Linked DNA regions of Sus scrofa: all the other regions are linked to region 2. A link is a contact called in public HiChIP or PLAC-seq and promoter capture Hi-C data. All regions are on one chromosome and are shown on one strand. The core of a region is the stretch at or near the end of the contact, and the rest is flanking DNA. Distances in the headings are between cores, read along the strand shown. Region 1 holds the start of VCAM1 (vascular cell adhesion molecule 1). Region 2 holds the start of CDC14A (dual specificity protein phosphatase CDC14A). Region 3 holds the start of EXTL2 (exostosin like glycosyltransferase 2).

Region 1 (2,807 bases), core at 195-2,694, 290 kb after region 2:
GCTCCTTATCCAAATTCAACATCCCATTCTTTCCGCAGCTCCTACCAGATCAGGGGGTTTGGAGTCATCTACCATCCTCATCATTATCTTCTGGACACCCTCTGCTTTGTCAGTCTCTCTCACAAGGACTATAACCTTGAATCAGACACTTCTGTTCCCAACATCCCAATATGGTCTTGGAGACCATGGCCTCAGATGATGAGAAGGTAGAAAGCTGTGAGTGCACTTGGAGCTTATCAATACCTCTTTAAAATTCTTTTTGGCTGTGCCCATGGCATGCAGAAGTTCCTGGGCCAAGGATTGAACCTGTGCCTCCGCGAAGTGTAAAACCATGCATTACATATTGAGAAGGCAGAGGCGGATACAATGAGGAACAGGAACTTGTCTGGGACCATGACAGGAATGGATGATCCAATGGGGGAGGAAGAACTGCACATGTAGACTATAAGGAAGTGGCTATTCCGGTTTCTATTTGATGGCCAAGCATTTTGCAAAGACTTGAGCATGTGTGCACAAGGCGAAAACAGCCATTTAAAAATACCTTTTAAAAGTCATTTCCTAGGAGGGGAAAAAGAGCATGCAGTTGTTGTCAGCATCCCCCCATACCAAACCCAAAGTATTGTTCGTATTTTAACTGTGTTTGTGAGTAAGTCTCACAGAGTCCAAGAGATTTACCACCTGAGATGAATTCCATATATTTGAATCTAAGTCTGCAAAAGACTTCCAATTACCTAGCTAGCCACTGAATCAAAGAATCGGTAACTTTTCTAAAACAAAAGAGAAAAATGACCTCTCTTGTTTTGGTAGCATTTCTTTACTTCCTTCCTCTGCTCAAGATCATCATTTCAGAAAGTTGGTATTTGTTGTCAAAAGAACGATTTTTGTGAATTAAAAGTAAAAAGCCATGCTGTCTCCCTTAGAAAAAAAAAAAACAAAAAACAAAAAAACAACTCATCAAAAGAAGGGATCTCTTCCCTTTTCTTGCAAGAGAACATTTAATCTCTGTTGTAGGATTGCAAATATATCTTCATAATGGAGAACAATCATTCAAATGATATGGTACTGTTCAGCCTCTTCCAACACTCGAGTGTAAGTTTCTATTTCTTTCTCTCTCTTTCCCCTCATTGGATTCAGAAAGCCTCATTCTGCAGCAAGCATTACTTCATATCTTTCTTGCAAAGATATGCTTTGGGAAGGAAAATCAGGAAAAGATTGAATTTTATAGACTTGGGAGTGTTTTTTCTTTTTCTGGGACAGAGACAGGAGTTTCAGTACTGAGAGCAAAGGAAGGGGTTAATACTGGCCTTGGCTGGCTGTCAGTTAAACTTTTTTTCTGGCTCTGTCCGGGTTTCCCCTTGAAGGGATTTCCCTCCGCCTCTGCGCTTCTGCAACAAGACCCTTTATAAAGAGCAGACTTTCTATTTCATTCCTCACTGAACCTCACTGGCTTTTGGAGCTCAAGACTCTTCCTGAGCACTTTCAGGGAGGACACAAAGAAGGGTTTTGGAACCATTGTTTCCTCGTCACACAGCAACTTAAAATGCCGAGGAATATCGTCGTGATCTTTGGAGCCTCAAATATACTTTGGATGGTGTTTGCCGTTTGTAAGTTCTCCTTGATCTGTTCCAAATGCTAGCATTGCATTTTAGCCCTGATTTTGGCTTCGGTCAGTTTTGCTATGGTGGTGAAGAAAGGCACTAGGGTTTTTAAAGAGCAAGAGGACTTAATTTAACCTAACTTTCACTGTGCCACTGAGTATTGCTATCTACTGGTTCACTGTCATAGTTGAAGCTGCAAAGTTGATGCTTTTTGTAACCTTTTTTTTTCCATGTCAAATGAGTGAGTAATTGGAGTCCATCTCTAGGAAGGTCTATCTCTTTAGTTTCCTGTACTCGATAATGACATTGGACTTGGCTAGTGACAAAACAACTCTGAGCAATGGGTATCGAGGTCAGAAGTGAGAGTTCTCTTAAGTGAAGGTGATTTCAACACCTTCTTTTGGCAGCAGCTCCAATGCTGCCTTGTGTTGGTCCAAAGCAGTTTTAGGAAGGCGATCAGCCAGGTTGTATTTTGAGTGTTCTACTGGAACAGAGAAGAAGCAATAGGACCGTAAACAAACCCGTGGTACGTTTGGGTTTCTCTTTTTGCCTCTGCAGCTCAAAATGTTAAAGTCGAGATCTTCCCTGAAGACAAAATGATTGCGCAGATTGGTGACTCCGCTTCCCTGACTTGCAGCGCACCGGACTGCGAGTCCTCCCTGTCTTTCTCTTGGAGAACTCAGATAGACAGTCCTCTGAATGGAAAAGTGAAAACTAACGGGACCAGATCCACGCTGGTCATGAATCCCGTTAGTTTTGAGAATGAACACTCCTATCTGTGCACAGTCTCCTGCGGGAATTGAAAGGGGAAAGAGGAATCCAAGTGGAGATCTACTGTGAGTACTTTAGAGATTATTTGATTTTCTCCCCATTTTGCTTTAAAATACGTTTTTTTTTTTTTTTTTAAAGTAAGGTTTTAAAAGAATAACAATTAAGTATGGTATTCATGTCCAGATTCTTGGTTAGAGGACAAAGTGCACCGAGAAAGCGAGTGAATCTTGCACTAGACCAGAAACCCAAATCTTGGCTTCTGTTTCCAACTCTGCCATAAACATGGTGGCCAACTGTAAGACTCAACCTCCCTGGGCTTCAGTTTTCTTAGCCATAAAATGACGTTCTTCAAGGTTCTTTTTATTTTATCAAAATTTTTTCTAGAGCTCCCCTGGTGGTGCAGTGGAAACAAATCTGACTAATATCCATGAGGACGCA
Region 2 (2,838 bases), core at 88-2,587:
ATAGGTTTGTTTGATTAGAATCACTGAGATGTTCCGCATATTTTTTTCGGAATATCTAAATGATATTCATTCATCATTTTCTGTGGAGGTTTAGCTTTCTGGATAGTCTAGCAGGCTAAGACCAGAGGGTTGAACTTTACTCGGCGGCGTCAGAGCGCGGCTTCAGGCGGTCGACTCTTGCGCGCCCCCTCCCTCCAAGAGGTAAACAAGTGACTGCGAAACGGAAGGCTGGCACAATCCTGTTCTGTTGCTGGAGACTCCACTGAGAGCGCATGCTCTTCCGATGATGGGTCTGTAGCGCCATTTTCATATGGAAGGGACTGCCCTCTAATTAGGCACGCCGGTAGGACACCCAGCGATAGTTGTTAAAGCTGTGCGAGAGGCCTCGCAGAAACAAGTCAAGGGCTTCTTTGAGATGAACCACTCCCTGCAGCGCTTCGGCTGAGACTGCGTAAAGAAATTCTTTTGTGTTACTTTCCCCCGTGGAGGCCCTCTCCCGGGTTCGCTCCCTCTCCCACTTCCCCCCACACCCGGCTGGCCTTGCTCCTCCGCCCCGCCCCCGCCTGGGACCAGTGCACTATAAAGGTTAGGCATTTGTGATGATTTTGCGCCGACAGTGGCGACCCAAATGAGAGGACTTGGGGAGCCGGATGGGAACGCTTTACCCCACGAGAACAAAGCACAAGTTAATTCAGAGTCCACTATGTGTAGAGGAAACCAGTAGGTGTTCTTCTAAGCTAGGAGGTAGGGCTTCTTTTTTAATTTTATTTTTATAAAGATAGAAATCCATCAGTGGTGGAGATGGAGGTTGGTTGAAATATTAACTATATAGGTAAAGTGGGGCTTGGAGACTTGAGATCTTTAAGTGTGAGGTTTGCGTGCGCGCGCATGCCAGAGTTTAGAACAAGGGTGAGTGGGGCGAGAGAGGTAAAGAATGAGAGAGACAAAGACGAAGAATCAGGAGTGGGAAGAAGACTTGGTGCAGAAAGCGAAGGGGCGCGGGCACATCCTTGCCTGCGAGGCAGCAGCAGCGCCCTCCGCGACCACTCCCAATCCACAGTTTCATTCATAAGTTTCTGGTCTAGAGGCCCCGCCCGGCTCCTCTGGGCCCAGGGCCGCGTTTCCCGTACAGCAATTGGTGGACGGCAACAAAGCCTTAGCAACCGGCTCTTAGTGACCCGCGGGGCGCCTGGTAACTGGGGCGCGGAGCCAGCGCGGAGAAAGGAGCGGGGCTGTCCCTTTAAGGGATGGCCGCGGAGCCGTGAAAGTGGAGGGGATTGAGGGAGGGCGGGGAGGAAGGTCTGGGGGCGGACCCAGGGGGAGGAGGAGGAAGAGTTGCTGCTGAAAGGAGGTGGCGAAGGAGGAGCCGGAGCAGCTGCTGCCAGCCGGCGGGCACCAGAGTCCTGCCCGCTGCCGCAAGAGTAGCCACGGGCGCGATCGGGGCCAGACGTCTTCTCCTCCATGATCACTCTGGGAGCCGGGGGAAGACTTTGCCCGGCCGTGAGAGCTGGTCTGCGTTTCCCAGGCGCGGCGGCGGCGGAGCAGCGAAAGCAGCCGGGTCCGAATCCGAGTGGCCACAGCCCGGGGCGTGTGCGCCCCGCTTGGAGCGTGCTCGGGTTCCCCACGGAATGTCCCCGGGGCGCCCGGCGCGCTGACCCCCTAGCCGCCTCCGCCTTCGGCGCCTGCTCCCTCTCTCTGGCGGGCTCGTTGTTCAGGACTGCAAGCTTCCTAGCTCCCGAGCAGTGGGGAAGCCCCCGGGGGCGGGTGACCTCAGCTGGCCACGACCCAGCCCTCCACCGTGCATATCTCGCTTAAGATGGCAGCGGAGTCAGGGGAACTAATCGGGGCTTGCGAGTTCATGAAAGGTGAGAAGCAGCTGCCCCGCATCCTCCACCCCTCCCTCTCCCCCAACTCTTCACTTCTCGGCTCTCTGTCCCAACCACTGTCCCCAGCTTCTCCTGGGGCCCCCAGGGTACAGCAGTTGCCGCGCGCGCTCTTGTCCCCTCCCGGTTCTATCCTCTCCCCGAGGACCCTCAGCTTCCGGCTTCTCTGTCTTTCTTGCGTCCCTGGTTCCCTCTGCAGCACCCTCGGAAGGCCTCCCCCGCCCGGGAATGGGACAGCGCCGGCCTCTGCCGGGCTCCTGCGTGCAGCGGCTCGTGGGGATTCTGCTCCGGGGGATCCTTTCCGTTGCATTTATCCCCCTATTGCTGGGCTCAGTTTTCGGGACACCTCCAACCACACCTCCCTTGTCCCTCCTCCCTTCCTCTTCTTGAAGTCTCCGGAGCTGCAGAGGAGAGGCTCGCCTCTCTCTTCTCCTTCCGCAGCTGCCGAGGTCTGGAGATTTCTGAACCCAACTTGCACCTCCAGTTCTACGGGTACCCTCAGCTTCTACCTGCTCCCGTTGGCCTGAAACAAGAGGGATGTGGGAGCTCTGCCCCCCAAGTAGTCCCTCAGTCAGATCCTCTTCTCTCTCCTCTAACGTGTGTGCTCTGGGGTCTCTCGTTTTCTGGGAGAGATCAGGTTTCTGCAAGAATCCCACGTGTTAATGGGGTCTTTAAATAATGGCTAGCAGTTATTTTGATCCTGGTGTATTAGCACCCGCCCCCCAGCTTCCCTGCTTCTCATGTTTTGTCCTGTCTTTTAAACTTGTCTTTCAGATCGGTTATATTTTGCTACTTTAAGGAATAGACCAAAAAGTACAGTAAATACCCACTATTTCTCCATCGATGAGGAGCTGGTCTATGAAAAGTAAGTTTCTTCCTTTTTTTTCCTCAACCATTTAGCTTGTGGGCTCTTTGCCTTGGAAACACTATACACCTTCATGGCAGTTTCATTCAC
Region 3 (2,700 bases), core at 7-2,506, 410 kb after region 2:
AAACTTCAATTTTTCCAACTTATTTAAAAGCTATTATGAAAAAGGGTATTGCAGATTTCTCTATAAACCAGCTGAGCAATTTCTCATCCAAAGCAATATAAGATAAAATGCAGAATTTATCTTCAAAGGCAGAATACAAAAACACAAGCTCAAATTCCAGCTGACCTTGATGAGTTAAGGGAACGCTGCAAATCAGTTGCTGACATTTAGTTACTTCCATATACCCTCACCTCCCCCCCCCCAGCAAAGTTACATCATATTGAAATAAAGCAGCTTTGGAGAAAAACTCAATTGCCATGGAAATATTTATCTTGAACCCAGTTTGTACCCACTGATGTTTCCCTGGCAGTGCAGTTGAATAAAATTCAGTCTATGGCTAATATAAAAGCTTCCTAAAAATATAAATAAATGCTACTAATTGAAAATATTTCTTTAAGTTAAAATAATGAAATATATGCCTAGAAAGGCAAAGTACTCTTTCCAGAACTTAATTTCTGGAATCTAGCTGTTTTTATAAAGCAGTTTTAATTAACATGGACATTTAAAAAAAATTGCAGAGTACATAAATTATGTTTTTAAAAATAAAACCACCTAATCACCACCCCACATACTCACAAAGTTCCAAGGAGAGCAAAACACATATATGCTCACTGCAGAACATTTTTAACATGAGAGCATTTTGGTATTTCCTTACCTCGAGTGCAGAAGATTGCAGTGGGACCAGCCGATTTATTTGCTTGCAGCTTGGTGATCATAAAACGGAAGGGGCGTCTCGCTTGCTCATTTTTTGTTTTTTTCCAAACCCAGTAGCGTGCAAGGACTTGGCGTCACTCGCTGGATGGATAACCTGGATGAAACGCTGACCGCAAAGAGAGAGCCTGAAGCAGGGGGCCGTCCCGGGCGGCCACCCCTCCCTTTCGGTGACGCTCCACTTCCTGTTAGACTATAAGGCTGTTCCCAAGAAGCTCGGTTTTGTAGTTTCCAGCCCACCTCCAAAAGCCGGTCGTCCTTTATCCCCATTTCTCCCCCAAGACAACACCTTGTACTCATTCAGGTGATGGACCACCTGACCTTACCCAAGCAATTTCCCGGAAAGACGCCCGAAGACGAGTTCCAACGACCGTGGGTGCCCAGGACAGGCCCGTCGGGCTAGCCTCCCCGAGCTCCGCACGTCCCTGCGTCCCACCAAAGAGCCTGTTTTTCCTGCACTTCCTCGCGATGGGCAGTGGGGTTCTGACGAGCGTTAGAGCCGCGACTGCGGCCTCCGGGATGACCTGGAAGTGAAGGGGACGTGTAGGAACTCGAGTTTTGGGTTATCTGCGGATTGAGAATTGTCGTGGAAGCAATGCCTTAACCAAACCTGCATTCCAACCCAGTCTCGTCGGCGCTCCTTTTAAAGGGTTCTCTTAAATACATTTAAAATTCTTTCGGAAGACCTTTATTGATTGCCTCCAGCGTGGCAGTACGGAGAGGTCAGGCGCTGTTTTCGGGGGGCGGGGCGGGGTGGATTGTTAGGATGTGGGTGTCCAGGGTTCACCCAGCAAAACCATCATTTGCGCTTCCTGTGGAGTGAAGGCGAGAGAACGTGCGGCCTAGGTTCTTAAGCACTGCTGCCCAGGGCATCAGGTCTTAATGATAACAGGGGTAAGGGCGAAAGGGCTGGCGCTGGACGCCAGCGCATCCGGGAACATCGGCGGTAGGCGGTCAGGGTGGACGAGTGCGGGCTCTCAACTTCCCACCCAGCCCAGGCCGTGAGAGGGCCAGCTCAGGACTTTCCTCCTCAGTCCAGGTGGCGGGACTCCACCCCAGGTCGGCCCTTTGGAACACCGAGTCGTTGCAACCACCTTTAACTCGCAGAAAAACCCGCGCAGCCCCGCCCCCTGTCGTAAGCCCCGCCCCACCGCGCAAGTCCCGCCCTCGGCCCCGCCTTCCCCCTTTCCCGTCCCAGGACGCGTTGCGCGGCCCGGGCCGGAAGTCGGCGGGTTCCCGGGTGTGTGTGTCTGAGTCTGTGTCTGAGTCTGTGTCTGGAAGCGGCGCGCGGCCCGGGACAAGCTCCGGGGCTTCCCATCTGAGGCGTCACCACTGTCACTACCATCACCCACGGAGCCGCTACTAGTGGGGTGTAGACCCGGCCCTTCGCCGGGCAGAGAAGATGTTGCCCCTGTCCATCAAGGACGATGAATACAAACCACCCAAGTTCAATCTGTTCGGCAAGATCTCGGGCTGGTTTAGGTGCGGGGTGCTGTGTTTGCGGGATGGGGATGTCTGGCAGAAGGGGAGAAGGCCCAAACCTAAGGATGGCTCGAGGTCCAGGGAGGGAGCGTCGGGGACACCCTCGTTTTGAAAGTGTGGACTGGGAGGGTCTTGAAAGGAGAACCCAGCCTCCGGGTCCCGGCCCGCTTTGACTTTCCCGGCTCTTCCCCACTTGTGTCATGCCTAGGTCCATCCTGTCGGACAAGACGTCTCGGAACCTGTTTTTCTTCCTGTGCCTGAACCTCTCTTTCGCTTTTGTCGAACTACTCTACGGCATCTGGAGCAACTGGTAACCAAAGGGAAAAAGGGTTGGGGCGGAAGCAGAGGGTGGGGGAGACGAAACACTGTTTGCTTAGTGCCACGTAGCTGCTCACCGGGAGGTTCAGGTCTTGCCTTTGCCACCACCTCTGCTGCAGAGTTGCTTTCTCATATCCACACTGGTCTGGC

Evidence for each region. Promoter capture Hi-C pulls out the DNA fragments that hold promoters and counts their contacts. HiChIP or PLAC-seq counts read pairs in DNA pulled down with a chosen protein or histone mark.
Region 1: a promoter capture Hi-C map of liver shows a contact between it and region 2, with 2.2 times the contacts expected there. The contact joins the promoter of VCAM1 here to the promoter of CDC14A in region 2. A contact is called at or near these places in 1 of 5 promoter capture datasets (liver) and 1 of 47 Hi-C or Micro-C datasets (fibroblasts).
Region 3: an H3K27ac HiChIP or PLAC-seq map of alveolar macrophages shows a contact between it and region 2. The contact joins the promoter of EXTL2 here to the promoter of CDC14A in region 2. A contact is called at or near these places in 1 of 5 promoter capture datasets (liver) and 2 of 2 datasets of contacts at active chromatin or transcription factors (alveolar macrophages and skeletal muscle).

What each region holds. Positions count from the first base shown.
Region 1 is chr4:117,509,848-117,512,654 of Sscrofa11.1, reverse strand. VCAM1 (vascular cell adhesion molecule 1) reads left to right here and starts at 1,444. Exons shown (of 8, transcript NM_213891.1): 1 at 1,444-1,604; 2 at 2,157-2,397; 3 at 2,400-2,434. The coding sequence starts at 1,541.
Region 2 is chr4:117,803,067-117,805,904 of Sscrofa11.1, reverse strand. It overlaps CDC14A (dual specificity protein phosphatase CDC14A), which reads left to right and starts at 1,337. Exons shown (of 16, transcript XR_002343573.1): 1 at 1,337-1,865; 2 at 2,658-2,748.
Region 3 is chr4:117,395,767-117,398,466 of Sscrofa11.1, reverse strand. EXTL2 (exostosin like glycosyltransferase 2) reads right to left here and starts at 1,256. Exons shown (of 5, transcript NM_001243549.1): 1 at 695-1,256. It overlaps SLC30A7 (solute carrier family 30 member 7), which reads left to right and starts at 2,084. Exons shown (of 11, transcript NM_001136211.1): 1 at 2,084-2,232; 2 at 2,441-2,542. The coding sequence starts at 2,153.